Regions from separate parts of the Mus musculus genome. Here all the other regions are linked to region 2. A link is a contact called in public HiChIP or PLAC-seq and Micro-C data. All regions are on one chromosome and are shown on one strand. Each heading gives the region's core, a stretch centred on a gene start, on an enhancer-like site or on the middle of the called end of the contact. The rest is flanking DNA. Distances are from core to core; before and after follow the strand shown.

Region 1 (4,046 bases), core at 1,074-3,573, 250 kb after region 2:
CTGGGTAATCCAGGGGTTTTCTACCTAGGAACTGCTTCAAGGCTGGGTGGGAAGCACACACTGGTATCTGTGTAACTGTTTCCAGAAGTTGCTTCAAACATTGTTTAAAAAAAAAAAAAAAAAAAAAAAAAGGACAACGGTTTAAATACCAGGCAGTTGGAATAAAGTCGACCCTAACTTACTGATGAGAAGTGGAAGCAACTGGGTGGTAAGAAAAACTGCAGCAAAGTATAGGTAGAAGTTAACAGGCTGCCTTCTTGGTTAAGAGTGCTAGCTACTCTTCCAGAAGACCAGGGCTAATTCCCAGAGCATACATAAAGGGCTCACAACCATCTGTAACTCCAACACCCCCCCCACACACACACACACACACAAACACCCGTATGCAGTCAAGGCTCTCCCCAGGGGTCAGATAACCAACTGGTGCACAGACAAAACAGCCACACACATAAAATAATTCTCAAAGTCTTGAAAATTAAAGTATAATTCTGTTTTTATCATAAATGCTATATATGTACACCTCTAATCATAGCAACTGGAAGACTGAGGCAGAAGGATTGAATTGGCCGTAAGTCTGGGTTACGTCGTGAGAGCAGCTGTAAAGAATAGGGAGAAGGGAGGGGAAGAGGGGAGACTGGTATGCAAACTATTGAATAACCAAACAAACGAGGGCTCTATGTCTCTTTAGCTGGTCTGGCCCTCCCTACTGTGCAGGTATATTTGCCTCAATGGTTATCTTATGGAAAAGGCAGAGCCCTGGATCTCTAGCCATTCCCACTTCGTTTCGGAAAATAAAGCGCTGCCTCACCCTTCGGATCTGTCCTGCAACTGTGAAATGATTATGGATGCTAACCCTGTAGATCAGCACAACCGCACTTGATGCTACGTCTTCGGTGCTCAGGCCCAGGGAGGGCAGAATGTATTGCTCTCCGAAGCCCGCGCATATTCGCTCGCGCATATTCCTGCTCTTCTCATGCGCCTCCTCACCGGGGACACAGGCAGAATCAGTTCATGGGGCTCTAAAGGGACCAAGGGGACAGGAGACCTCCATTCTCTGCTAGTTTTGGAACTCCGGGCGGCTTCCCATTTAACCTCGTTTTATGATTAGTAATCAAATCACTATCAGTCCGGAGGAGAGACTGAGTCTCTCTCCTCACTCATCACAGCGGTCCCCCCCCCTCGTGACAGGCCCAAAGAGGAACTGGAATGGTGTGGAACCTGACCAAGGTCACCAGCTTCGGCGCGGTTTTCTCCACCCTAGGTGCTTAGACCTGCGGATGTGAACGGGATTAAACGCCCCTTTCTCTCTATTCATCGCTTGCAAGGAGAATAAAAATGCAGTCGTTGAGCACAGTTACAGTCTGGACCTAGGTTCTCAGAGCCTCGGGTCAAGGTCGCAAGCCAGGGTCAGCGGAGAAGGTGTCCTGTGAGGAGATTAGTTCTCCCCTACCAAGAAATAAAAGCTGCAGAAAGGGCAAAAGGACCCCCGGGGCCTCAGAAGCGTCTAACGCCTAACTTCTCAGCCTACCTGGTTCTCTGACAAATTTGACCAAGACTAAGAACAAGCTTGGCCTCCTAGACGCCAGTCTGTATGTGTGTGTGTGTGTGTGTGTGTGTGTGTGTGTGTGTGTGTGTGTGTGTGTGTGTGTATCTGTGTGTGTCTGTGTGTGTGTGTCTGTGTGTGTATCTGTGTGTGTCTGTGTGTCTGTGTGTGTGTGTCCTTGTGTGTGTTGGAGACCTTGCTTAGGCAACAATTGTTCCGTGTGAGAGTGGGGGCTGTGTGTAGGTGTCATTATTCATCGCTCTCAGCTTCCTACACCCATCCTTTTAGGGTGTAGTGTGTGTGAGGGCACAGAAGAATTTATTGGGTCCCCAGGGTAACACTTGTTTAGTTCTCACGCCGACACTTCTGGGTTTGTGTGCGTGTGTGGTGTGTGCATGTGTGCACGTGTGCGTTTACACACAGAAGGTGAACACTGGTTAGCATTTGCTACGCTCTGGCCTTGGGCAACATTTGCCACACTATGATTTCCTGACGTTGCTAGACTGAATCAACAACAACAACAACAACACCTGCCTGTGCAAGATGGGCAATCGCACTTCACAGGATTCCAGGGAACGGTCAAGAGAACTGTTAGGTTAAGTGGGTGATCTCTGGGGACCTGGGGAGGAATCCAAGCGCTCGCCAATGAGTGTGGTGGGCGGGGAGAAGACTATCAGGGGACCTCCACAGGCCTGATCTCTTCTACTGCCTCCCTCTCCAAGTACCCTGAGGCCGGATCTGCACCCTCCCTCTTAAAGCCTGCACAGCCTTCGGGGGTTTCAGAAGTCTAGGGTCCCGAGACCCAGCGGGTGCCGCCCTAGCCTTGGCCTGAGGTAGGTAGGTCTTTGGCCCGCTGGAGGGACCTACCCCGAAGGCTACAGGCTTCCAGCACGGCTGGGAACAGTGCTCTGTAATCGCTTTCAAAATTCGTTTTGCAGTTGTTTGGTTGTTTTTGTTTTTTCTTTGTTTTACTTAGTTAGTTGTTTTTGGCTTTGTTTTTGTTTTAAACTTCGTAATTGGATTTTGGCTTTCCACCTCCGGAGTCGCTTGTCTTGGGAGTTAGAGCCTGCGCTGTTCGGGGCTCAGGGGGAGATAGACGGAGAGGCCTGTGTGGTGGCTGACCTCGCCCCCTGACCCTATGTTCTTTAACATCTGAGTCACGACCCGGGTTGTTTTCCTTATTGGACACATTGATCCCTGATCTTAAAATCCTCGGACCCTACGGGTCTTCACTCCTTAGCCCTGCTGTGTGGCTACTGAGAAAGAAGCATTTCGGGGGCCAGGGCCGCCGCGGCCAGGTCGGCGACAACCGAGACATCTCTCTGCTGCCTGGCTTGGGACTTGTCATCCCGGAGTCTCCAGAGGCGACCTAGGTTGAGATGGCTAGGGTTGCCAAGAGATTGGAGATGTGGCGGGAAGGGGCGCTGGGCGTGGGTCTCTAGAGGGAGGACGAATACCGCTCCGCTCCCCTCGGTGCTGTTGGGACCGCCGGGGTCGCTGACGTTTCGCTAAACTCCTTGGGGTGCCGAGTCGACTCAGAACCCCTTCTGCACTGTCCCACCGAGAGCGCACACTTCTCCTATCTCGGCTGCATACTCAAGAGCGCCTGAAGCCACTGCCTGCTCCGAAACCGGTGCAGGGTCGTGCCCTAGTAGCTTGGCTAAAAAAATTATATTAAAAAAAAAAAAAAAAAGACGCTCGTAGAGACCTAGGCGGGTGGTTCGTTTTGTTGGGCTGATAATTAAGAGAGACGGAATTGAAACCCGTTTTGTAGGAGCCGGGTTGAGGGCTTGGGAGCGGGGGTCACCGGCATTCCTTAGTCAAGGTGGTTTAGGGAGCAAAAGAGAAGGCGACCTGAGCCAGCACCTTTCAGTCGGGTGACACCAAGGCAGATTTTCGTTAGAGGTTTGAGACGTTTGGCTTTTTAGTTCGGTTTGGTGTGGGAGTTTGTGCCTTTTGTGTTACTTTTTTCGAGCTAGGATTGGCGGGATCGAATTGGGAACTTTGTTCATTGACTTTGATGGGGTGGAGGGAAGTAGTTAAGATCACCTAGGACCCCTCACTCAGCCAGCTCGGTTTCCCACAGATCCGCAAAACTCAGCTTGCGATGGCCTTACCGCCCTCTGGTGAGACCCAGTCCCAGGACAAGGCGAACTACCTGCCCCAGAGCAACCCTCACCACCTGACTACCTACTACGCGCATGCCCCAGGCTACAGTCACTTTAGGAACCTCGCCACCACCGAGGAGGAGTTTCAACCTTGGAAACTGGCAGCTGCAGTGCTTGAGTCCCAGGCGATGGCCCCTCTTGATGCTTTTCGGATGACTGCTCCCTTGTTGAACCCGGGTCTGGCTGTTCAGAGCGAGCCGCTCTACAATCTGCCCTGGTACAAATTGTCACCATGGAACCGAATTCCTCAATTCACTCCCGAAGTACCACGATTTCTAGACAGCACTGAGCATAGGAGCAGCGGTTCCAGCAACCAAAATTTGGTCCTCGGCGGC
Region 2 (3,544 bases), core at 939-3,438:
TACAAAAATAGTTTTCTGCAACCCGGAAATCATTGTTCAGTATGAGTCTTGATACATACAGGAGAGATTGTTACTCAAGGCAGCTCAAAGATGATGTATTGATAATACGGCTGGTTCTAAGAATACAAAGTTAAACATATAAAAGCAAAATAAATAAATACCACAGTTATAACATGGGTGTGACGTCTTGACACTATTTCAGTACTCCAAAGTGACATGATTCTTCCAGGTCCCGCTGGAGTGAGGCAGCTGGGCATGGAGTTCTTTACGCTACTGTAAGAGCTGTTTGGTTTGTTTTATTGTTTAGAGACAGTCGTGTGTCTTGAGCATTCAGTAAGAAGGTGCACTGAGTAACACAGCATGGAAGCAGGGATGTGTTTGTCTGCACGTTCAGCACAGGTAGTTTTTTCATGTTAATTCTGTTGCCACTGAGCACTGATGGACTCTGGATAGCTGCCTCTCCCCTCAAGAGTTGGAATAGAAAGCAACAAGAGTCTTTCTTAACTCTTAAGAATTTAGGACAGGAGAAGAAATCTAAGTGGCAATGGGGACATTCCTGCGAGGAACCCAACCTCCCTGCAAAAATATTATGGGTTAAGAGTGGAGGAGGACAGATCAGAGGGACACTCTGTATCTCCTTGTTCTGTCCCTAAGCTGCTGAAGGCTTTTGAGTCTTCGGGGAACATAATTTATTCTAGCTAATTAAAAAAAAAATCCTTAAAATTTACTAACAGGTGGTCAAAACCAATCATTCCAAACAGCAGACACTTCCCTGAAAAACGTGAAGTAGCCTATTGCAGACCTCCTTCCGATTCCACTCACCAATGTTAACATTTGTTACAGCTTTCTAAATATTTTCTAGCTATAGCCAAGTAGGCATATACTTTTCTTTTTCTTTGTCATAATAAACTGGAGCTAAAAAAAAAATACGATCAAAAAGCATGTTTTGCAATTAATGGACCTGGGCTCAAATCTTGCCCACCTTGCTTACTGTGTAACTCTACAAAAATTACTTCTTTAGGTTTCAATGTTTTATGAGGTATAAAAATAGCAATTACTTCGTAAGGTTTGAGGATTAAAATTTGGAGTGTGTGTGAATCACTTAATGCAGTGCCAAGTCGTTACAGTTCAATAAACACTTATTGTCTATGGCAAGTGACCTTTCATAAGAGTTAAAATAAGGAAACGTGTTCCTGTCATATTTTGATAACTTCCGTTAAGCAAACAAATGTTGCTCATTTCTTTCAACTAATTATATCTAAATGGAAAAGAAGTTGCTTTTCCAGTTAAAAACCAAACAACATTTAAACGTGAAAACTCCTCCACGTCTCCTTAATCCCAATACTCCATTGAGGATTTGATAATGGATTCCCCAATTAAAAAACAAAACAAAACTTTTGTTGTCTCACTGCGTGCGGAGAACACTCCCCTCGGTCTTTCTAAATACTGAGCAGCCTTTGCTTTGTCAGGCAATCCCGGGGTGGTACCCCGGTAAGTTCGCCTCCCGCGGTCACGCCCCTCTATCCCCTCCAGAGACCTCAGGGACAGCAATTGGGGAGGCGTATCCACGAAAAAACCGAGGGGACATGGTGGCCAAGGAGTGCGCCCCGGAACAGCGTCTGGGTGCAGAGGTGCGCCCGAGGGGTGCAGGCTGCCGGCTACCGGGCCCTGCCTGAGCGCGCGCGGGAGGCACCTCTGGGACTAGGTTTTCCGCGACCTTCTCGCCGCAGCGTCCCTGCCGTCGGAGGCGCGGCAGTCCCTTGGCCTCCACCCCCAGGCCCGGGCCAGTCCCCCTTTTTAGCTTTCTTTTGGGCATTGCCCTTTGCCCTCGCATGGAGTCCTCTGTTGACTCTCCCTTCACTTCCAGTCACCCATAGGTCACGGTCCCTAGACCACAGCCACCCATCTTGTCCAACTCCCCGAGCTCTGAAGTCTCGCCAGCCAGGGAGATGCTGAGGACCCCGCGGGTGGGGTAGCCCCGGTGTTCCCGGGCCCACGCTCGGGGGCGCGGGACGCAAGTTTCCGCCCGGTCCCCTGAGCGGTGACAGCGTTCGCTCGGAGGCGGCGGGGAGGCGGAGGGCGGGCCAGCCCCGTGCCCGAGCCCCCTCCCCTGCTCGCGAGCTCGCGCGGTCTGTGTCTCTCTCCGCAAGTGCAGAGCCGCGGAGGAGGAGGGGGAGGAGGAGGAGGGAGCTGGGGGAGGATCTCCATTGAAATAAACAACCAGGCAGCAGTTATTAACACGGGAACATGGCGGCCGCAGCCTGGGCTCCCGCGGCGGCGGCGGAGGTCAGCGCCGACGGCAGCCCGCACCTGACGGCGTGACGGCCACATTGGTAAGCGCGCCTCCCCTGGGGGCTCACGGGCGGCGGGCGGGGGGCGCCGCATTCCCACCCGGGCCGCTGCCCTTGGTGCGCGCAGCCCGGCGGAGCCGCGCGCCGGCCGGCCGGGCAGGCTGTTGTTGTGTGCGGGCACCGCTGCCCAGGCGTGCGGAGCCCGCGACGCCCATCCTCGAGGCGCGGCCGAGCCGGGGACTCGGCTCCCGGGGGGAGGGGGGAGGGCGGGAAGACGCCGAGTCCCCGGGAGAGAAAGGAGGCGCTCGGGCGCCGGGCGAGAGAGCTCGGGAGACGAGCCCTGGAGCGCGAGGCGGGTGGAGGCTGCAGCCCGCGGCGCCGGCCGAGAGGTGAGCACCAGGCTGGGAAGCGGCGGTTGTGCCGCGGGCCCCTGCTCCGGCCCCCTCGAGGCTGCGCGGCGCAGCCCGGGCAGGCGGGGGAAGCCCGGGCCGGCGGGCGCAGTCGCGGCCGGTGCTTTCTTCCCGGGAGGCGTGCGGCCACTGCTGCACGGGTGGGAGCCGGCCGAGGGGAGGCAGGACCTGGGAAGTGCCGGGGGTGTGTGAAGGTGACGCGGCCGGCAGGGGCGGCGGCGGGGGCTCGGGCGTCTGGGGGGCCTCGGGCTTGGGTGGCTTCGGGGCGGTAGCGCTCGGGCCGCGCAGGCCGGGCCGCGGTGGGGGCGGGGAGCCGGGGTCGGGCGGCGGCGGCGGTGGCGGCGCCGCGCCGGGCTCGCCCCTGACTTAACTTTCTGGGTGCGGGCATGTGTGCCGGAGGCGCGCTGGGGCCGCGGCCGGGGGCGGGAGGCGGGCTGCGGGCCAGGAGGTTCCGGGTTGGCTCGCCAGCGCCCCCTCTTCCGTACCCCTTCTGCGGCCCCTGCAGGGACAGGCCCTCGGGGGCCCCCCGCGGGAAGCGGGAGGGGTCCTGGCGGCCCTCGCGCCCCGGTCACGCCCTGGGCCGGGGACCCTCCTCTCCGGGCCCCTGGAGGCTCCCGGGGAGGCGTCCAGGGTCGGCGCCGCGGGCTGGAGTGCCCGCACCCCGCCCCTGGGGGAGTCCTGGAGGCGCCGCGGCCGCGCTCGGGGGTGGCTCGGTCCCTGCTTCCATGGTCCCTCCCTTTCCCCTCCCCCAAGTGGCTTCCGGGGCCTGCGGACTGAGGGGCGGGAATCGGGGACCCGAGCCCCTTACTCTCCGGGAGTGACGTTGGGCCTCAAGCCTAGAGG
Region 3 (3,816 bases), core at 365-2,864, 140 kb after region 2:
AATTAGACGTGTGCATATGCATTTTAATTGCTTAGCATGAAAGTTTTCAAGGTTAGTGGTGAGCATATGCAGTTTTGTGTGTGTGTGTGTGTGTGTGTGTGTGTGTGTGTGTGTGTGTGCTCTAACCCACAGCATTGTGCAAGATTTAACAGTTTACTGGTGTGCTAGAACGGGTGCCTGTGGCATGTTCTCCATTAGGACAGGCTGAATCCCCCCCATCTACTCACACCCCATCTCTGCTTTCTGCTCCCTCCTCCCTCCTCACCTTGATCTCTTATCCTTTCTCTCATACCTAGAATACAGTCATTTCAGTGATGTTATAGAGCACCCCTGTGTAAACTCTAATGTATTGACCTATGTTGTACTAACAGAGCAGGTACCCCTACCTCCATCTGTAGTCCCTGCTGTGAATCCCAGCCACCTCTGAGTTGGTGGCTACTTCAGGACACCTCACTCTTCTGAACCCAGTGATGGTGTCTTAGACCAACCAAAAAGCCAGATTCTTGTAAAGCCAGATTCTTGTTTTCCAACCAGTTTATTCCAGTTGTACTTGTTACTATAATTGCATATTGATCTTGAAATTTGAATTTGAAAACATGTATTTGTTAGAAATAATAAGATACGTCATGTGGACAATTTCCTGTTAAACGGGGACATGTAAGACATCTATAGTAGCTGGGGGAGTGATGTTCTTTTAGGTAAACAGTGAAGAAGCACTCTTAAGGGCTTAGTAGGGCTGTGTAAAGATGCATGCCTGCAGTCAGTGCTATGGAGCCTGAAGTGCAGGGACCTGAGGTGAAGGCCAGTCAGTATTCAGTATTCAGGAGGCAGTACACCCCTGTCCCCCAAAAAGAAAAAACCTTAAGTCTTTTTAAATAAATAAAAATGGGAAATCATAGCCCCTTCACTGCAGGTCTGGTTTACACCAGGAAGTGCTGAGAGAGCAGTAAAGATGGATATTCATGCTTATGTACTTATGATGAAATGCTTAAAGTTACAGGCATCATTTTCTATAATTATCTTTCACAACTTTAGTGTTCTTAATCAGCCAATTACTATTTCTGATTTTACAAGGAAAGTTTTCTGTTTAGAGTGAAACTGAGACATCTTGGTGTGCCTGAGAAAGTGCCTAGCAACTTCCTTTCTTTAAACTCTGCGGTCTACAACAGTAATGGAGTCTTATGTATTGACCCACTGGATAGTTCTGAAGGATGTGTGTTTATTACACAATGAAAAAAAGAAAGATTCTATCAAATGATGAAGTAAGCCTTTAATAAGTTAGATTAAGAAAATAATTTCTATAACACATTCAAGTTTATAAATTGGTCTTTTCAGTGATCATTATGTCCTGAACAGATCACTTTAGTGCCCACATTACAGTTAAAATTAAAATTGAGGGACAATTGGGTCCCTCCTACCTCTGCATTTGAGTGCTGGGTTTGAAGGTGAGTGCCATTGCCATTCCTGGCAGGATTAACTTTTGAGTTCTAAAATGTCTTATGTGCCTTGTTCATGTTTCAGAACTGTTCTCTTGGTGCCTTGTTCTCTTCCTGTGTGCAGTGGTGGTGAGCTCACACAGGACGGGTGAAGGGCACGTATATCACTGTATGAGGCACTCAGCCAGTGTCAGTTACTGAGTCACACCTGAGTTTGAGTCCAGCCTGTCCTTTGGTATCTGTGAGACTGAAGTTGCTTTGCAAGCAGGTTAGAGAAGTTAGATAACCAACAGGGTGTATATGTGTCCATCTCAAGACATCAGGCAGAGTGAGGTGTGCAAAGTGTCTGTGTGCAACCTCCTCCTCCTGAGTGAGTGCTAACCAAAAAGCCCCAAGGAAAGAAGATGCTGTAGGGTGAGAGAGAGCGCCATGGAGGTCAGGAACAAAGCTGATTGCCTCAGGCTGAAGGCCTTTGACATCTTAGTCATTTTCTCACATCAACTGGGAAGGCTGTTAAGTCTCAGAAAGAAATTATAAGTAACAGTAAAGAAAGATCATTGAATTTACCTTTGACAAGTTATGAAAGTCTAACATAAATCTTCTTCCTCTGCTCTTGGTTTGCTGATTTCTTTACATTTATACTTAAGCAAATTGGATTTTAAAATGTTAGCTGGAAGCAGGCACCTCACTTGCAGTGCGGAGAAAATGGCTTATGGGGTGCAAGGAGTGGTGCTCTTTCTGTGTTTTCTCATCTGATGCCTTATTAAAAATTGTCTTGCTATTTCTGTCTAGATTCAAAGAGCCCCGTGAGTGCCTGCACTGAGGAATTTAGCCTGAGAGGACGCAGAAAACAGAAACTGGCTCTAGCCAGTGATGTCACACTGATATACCCCAACCCTACCCCACCCCCACACCACTTACATATTCTGCAATGAATTTTGCCAGTGAGGCATTTGGGGCTTGGGGGGAATTTCTTTCTCCCACTTTAAGGAAGATGTAGACATGAAAATGTCACAATGTAATATTTGTGTCACCAGTGACTATGAGTCAAGACATTCATTTGATTATAGCAGTGCACATTAAAGAGCCACCACCCGCTTCTGTTTAATGTGTTTATTACTGTCTTCCCAATGGCATCTTGAAGTGTCTTTCACTAAAAAATTCATGAGTATTATTGGCTTTCAGACAGAAAATACAATATGTCTTTTAGTAACTGTCTAATAGACCACTTTAAGGCCATTATACAAAAGTAAATCTAAGAGCAAAGCATTTTGGGGAGGAAGAATTTTTAGCTTAAACATTTGTTTATACAGTCTTCTTACTCTTGCGTAGAAGAGGATCTGGAACGCAGAAGGTAGTTGCCGACGCCATCTCCTTGGAGAGTAGTTGTAGGGTGTGTTGTTTTCTTTAGTCCTGGCAACTGCTGCTGTTGTAGTATTGAAGTCATTTTCTTTTTTTTCTTTTTTCTTTTTTTCTTTTTTCCCTGAGACAGGGTTTCTCTGTGTAGCCCTGGCTGTCCTGGAACTCACTCTGTAGACCAGGCTGGCCTCAAACTCATTTTCTTTTCTTTTTTTAAGATTTTTATTTATTATTATACATAGGCACACTGTAGCTGACTTCAGATGCACCAGAAGAGGGCGTCAGATCTCATTATGGGTGGTTGTGGGCCACCATGTGGTTGCTGGGAATTGAACTCAGGACTTTTGAAAGAGCAGTCACTGCTCATAACCGCTGAGCCATCTCGCCAGCCCCCTTGAACTCATTTTCTAATGAGGTTGTTGTGTGCCTGACCTGCTGTTTCTTTATAAAGTCAAATATACAATATGGTACTGTAAAGGAGTCAGATTAAACTGAGACTCTGCTTCCAAATAAGATGTCTTTCATCATGCTTTCCTTAGAAGTGACTCTTGTAAACGTTTGCAAGCTAACAACTGTCAGTGTGGACAGTGCATGTACTGGTGTGCAGTTTGTGAGTCTGAACATGTAGGTAACTGTGGGAGCCATAGTGTTGTTTAAGATGAAGTTAAAAGGATTCCTGTGTTCTAATAAAAATTTAATACTCCTTGCAGGAAAGTAATACCCCATTTTACTACCTCAGATACTTTAAACTAATATATGATGTCCTCTCTCCATTTGGTTTTTCTGTGTACTTTCACCCACATTAAGTACGTGTCTCGTTCTGCTTCACTTTGATTGGTATATATCGTGCTGCTTTGTTTGTGTGAATCATAAGTATTTTTTATATAATCTGTATATTTACTACATTAAGTGAATGTTTATTTAGCTGTTGGGGCAAAAGTTGGAATCTTATCAGAGTAGCGCTTGCCTGGGATAGTTTTGACCAGTGAGCACAATTGGGAACCAGGTTATTTCCAAAATG

What was found. A called contact is a pair of places that touch in the nucleus more often than the background predicts. HiChIP or PLAC-seq counts read pairs in DNA pulled down with a chosen protein or histone mark.
Region 1: a contact with region 2 is called in a Micro-C map of embryonic stem cells, with 3 times the contacts expected there. The contact joins the promoter of Prdm14 here to the promoter of Ncoa2 in region 2. A contact is called at or near these places in 8 of 39 promoter capture datasets (the C10 cell line, the HPC-7 cell line, cranial neural crest and 2 more), 1 of 15 datasets of contacts at CTCF or cohesin (large pre-B cells), 3 of 484 Hi-C or Micro-C datasets (all in embryonic stem cells), 7 of 115 datasets of contacts at active chromatin or transcription factors (acute myeloid leukemia, cardiomyocytes, craniofacial prominence and 2 more) and 2 of 9 other capture datasets (adipose tissue and liver).
Region 3: an H3K4me3 HiChIP or PLAC-seq map of bone marrow-derived macrophages shows a contact between it and region 2, with 3 times the contacts expected there. The contact joins the enhancer-like site here to the promoter of Ncoa2 in region 2. A contact is called at or near these places in 11 of 39 promoter capture datasets (the 3T3-L1 cell line, 3T3-L1-derived adipocytes, the C10 cell line and 7 more), 5 of 484 Hi-C or Micro-C datasets (the N1E-115 cell line, cortical neurons, liver and 2 more), 13 of 115 datasets of contacts at active chromatin or transcription factors (the 230-238 cell line, the SCID.adh cell line, bone marrow-derived macrophages and 8 more) and 4 of 9 other capture datasets (adipose tissue, liver, macrophages and 1 more).

The regions. Positions count from the first base shown.
Region 1 is chr1:13,125,440-13,129,485 of GRCm38.p6, reverse strand. Prdm14 (PR domain containing 14) reads left to right here and starts at 2,323. Exons shown (of 8, transcript NM_001081209.2): 1 at 2,323-2,376; 2 at 3,630-4,046. The coding sequence starts at 3,651.
Region 2 is chr1:13,372,727-13,376,270 of GRCm38.p6, reverse strand. Ncoa2 (nuclear receptor coactivator 2) reads left to right here and starts at 2,188. Exons shown (of 23, transcript NM_008678.3): 1 at 2,188-2,333. It also overlaps the pseudogene Gm51852.
Region 3 is chr1:13,229,454-13,233,269 of GRCm38.p6, reverse strand. The region is part of intron 2 of Ncoa2 (nuclear receptor coactivator 2); the gene reads left to right. Among named protein-coding and RNA genes, the nearest start is that of Gm23169, 100 kb to the left of the region's middle. Within about 2 kb of position 1,614, at least 21 of the 459 cell types and tissues checked have an H3K27ac peak or open chromatin away from gene starts, as enhancers often do. A contact at or near this core is called in the N1E-115 cell line, bone marrow-derived macrophages and memory CD8 T cells, where this site is marked.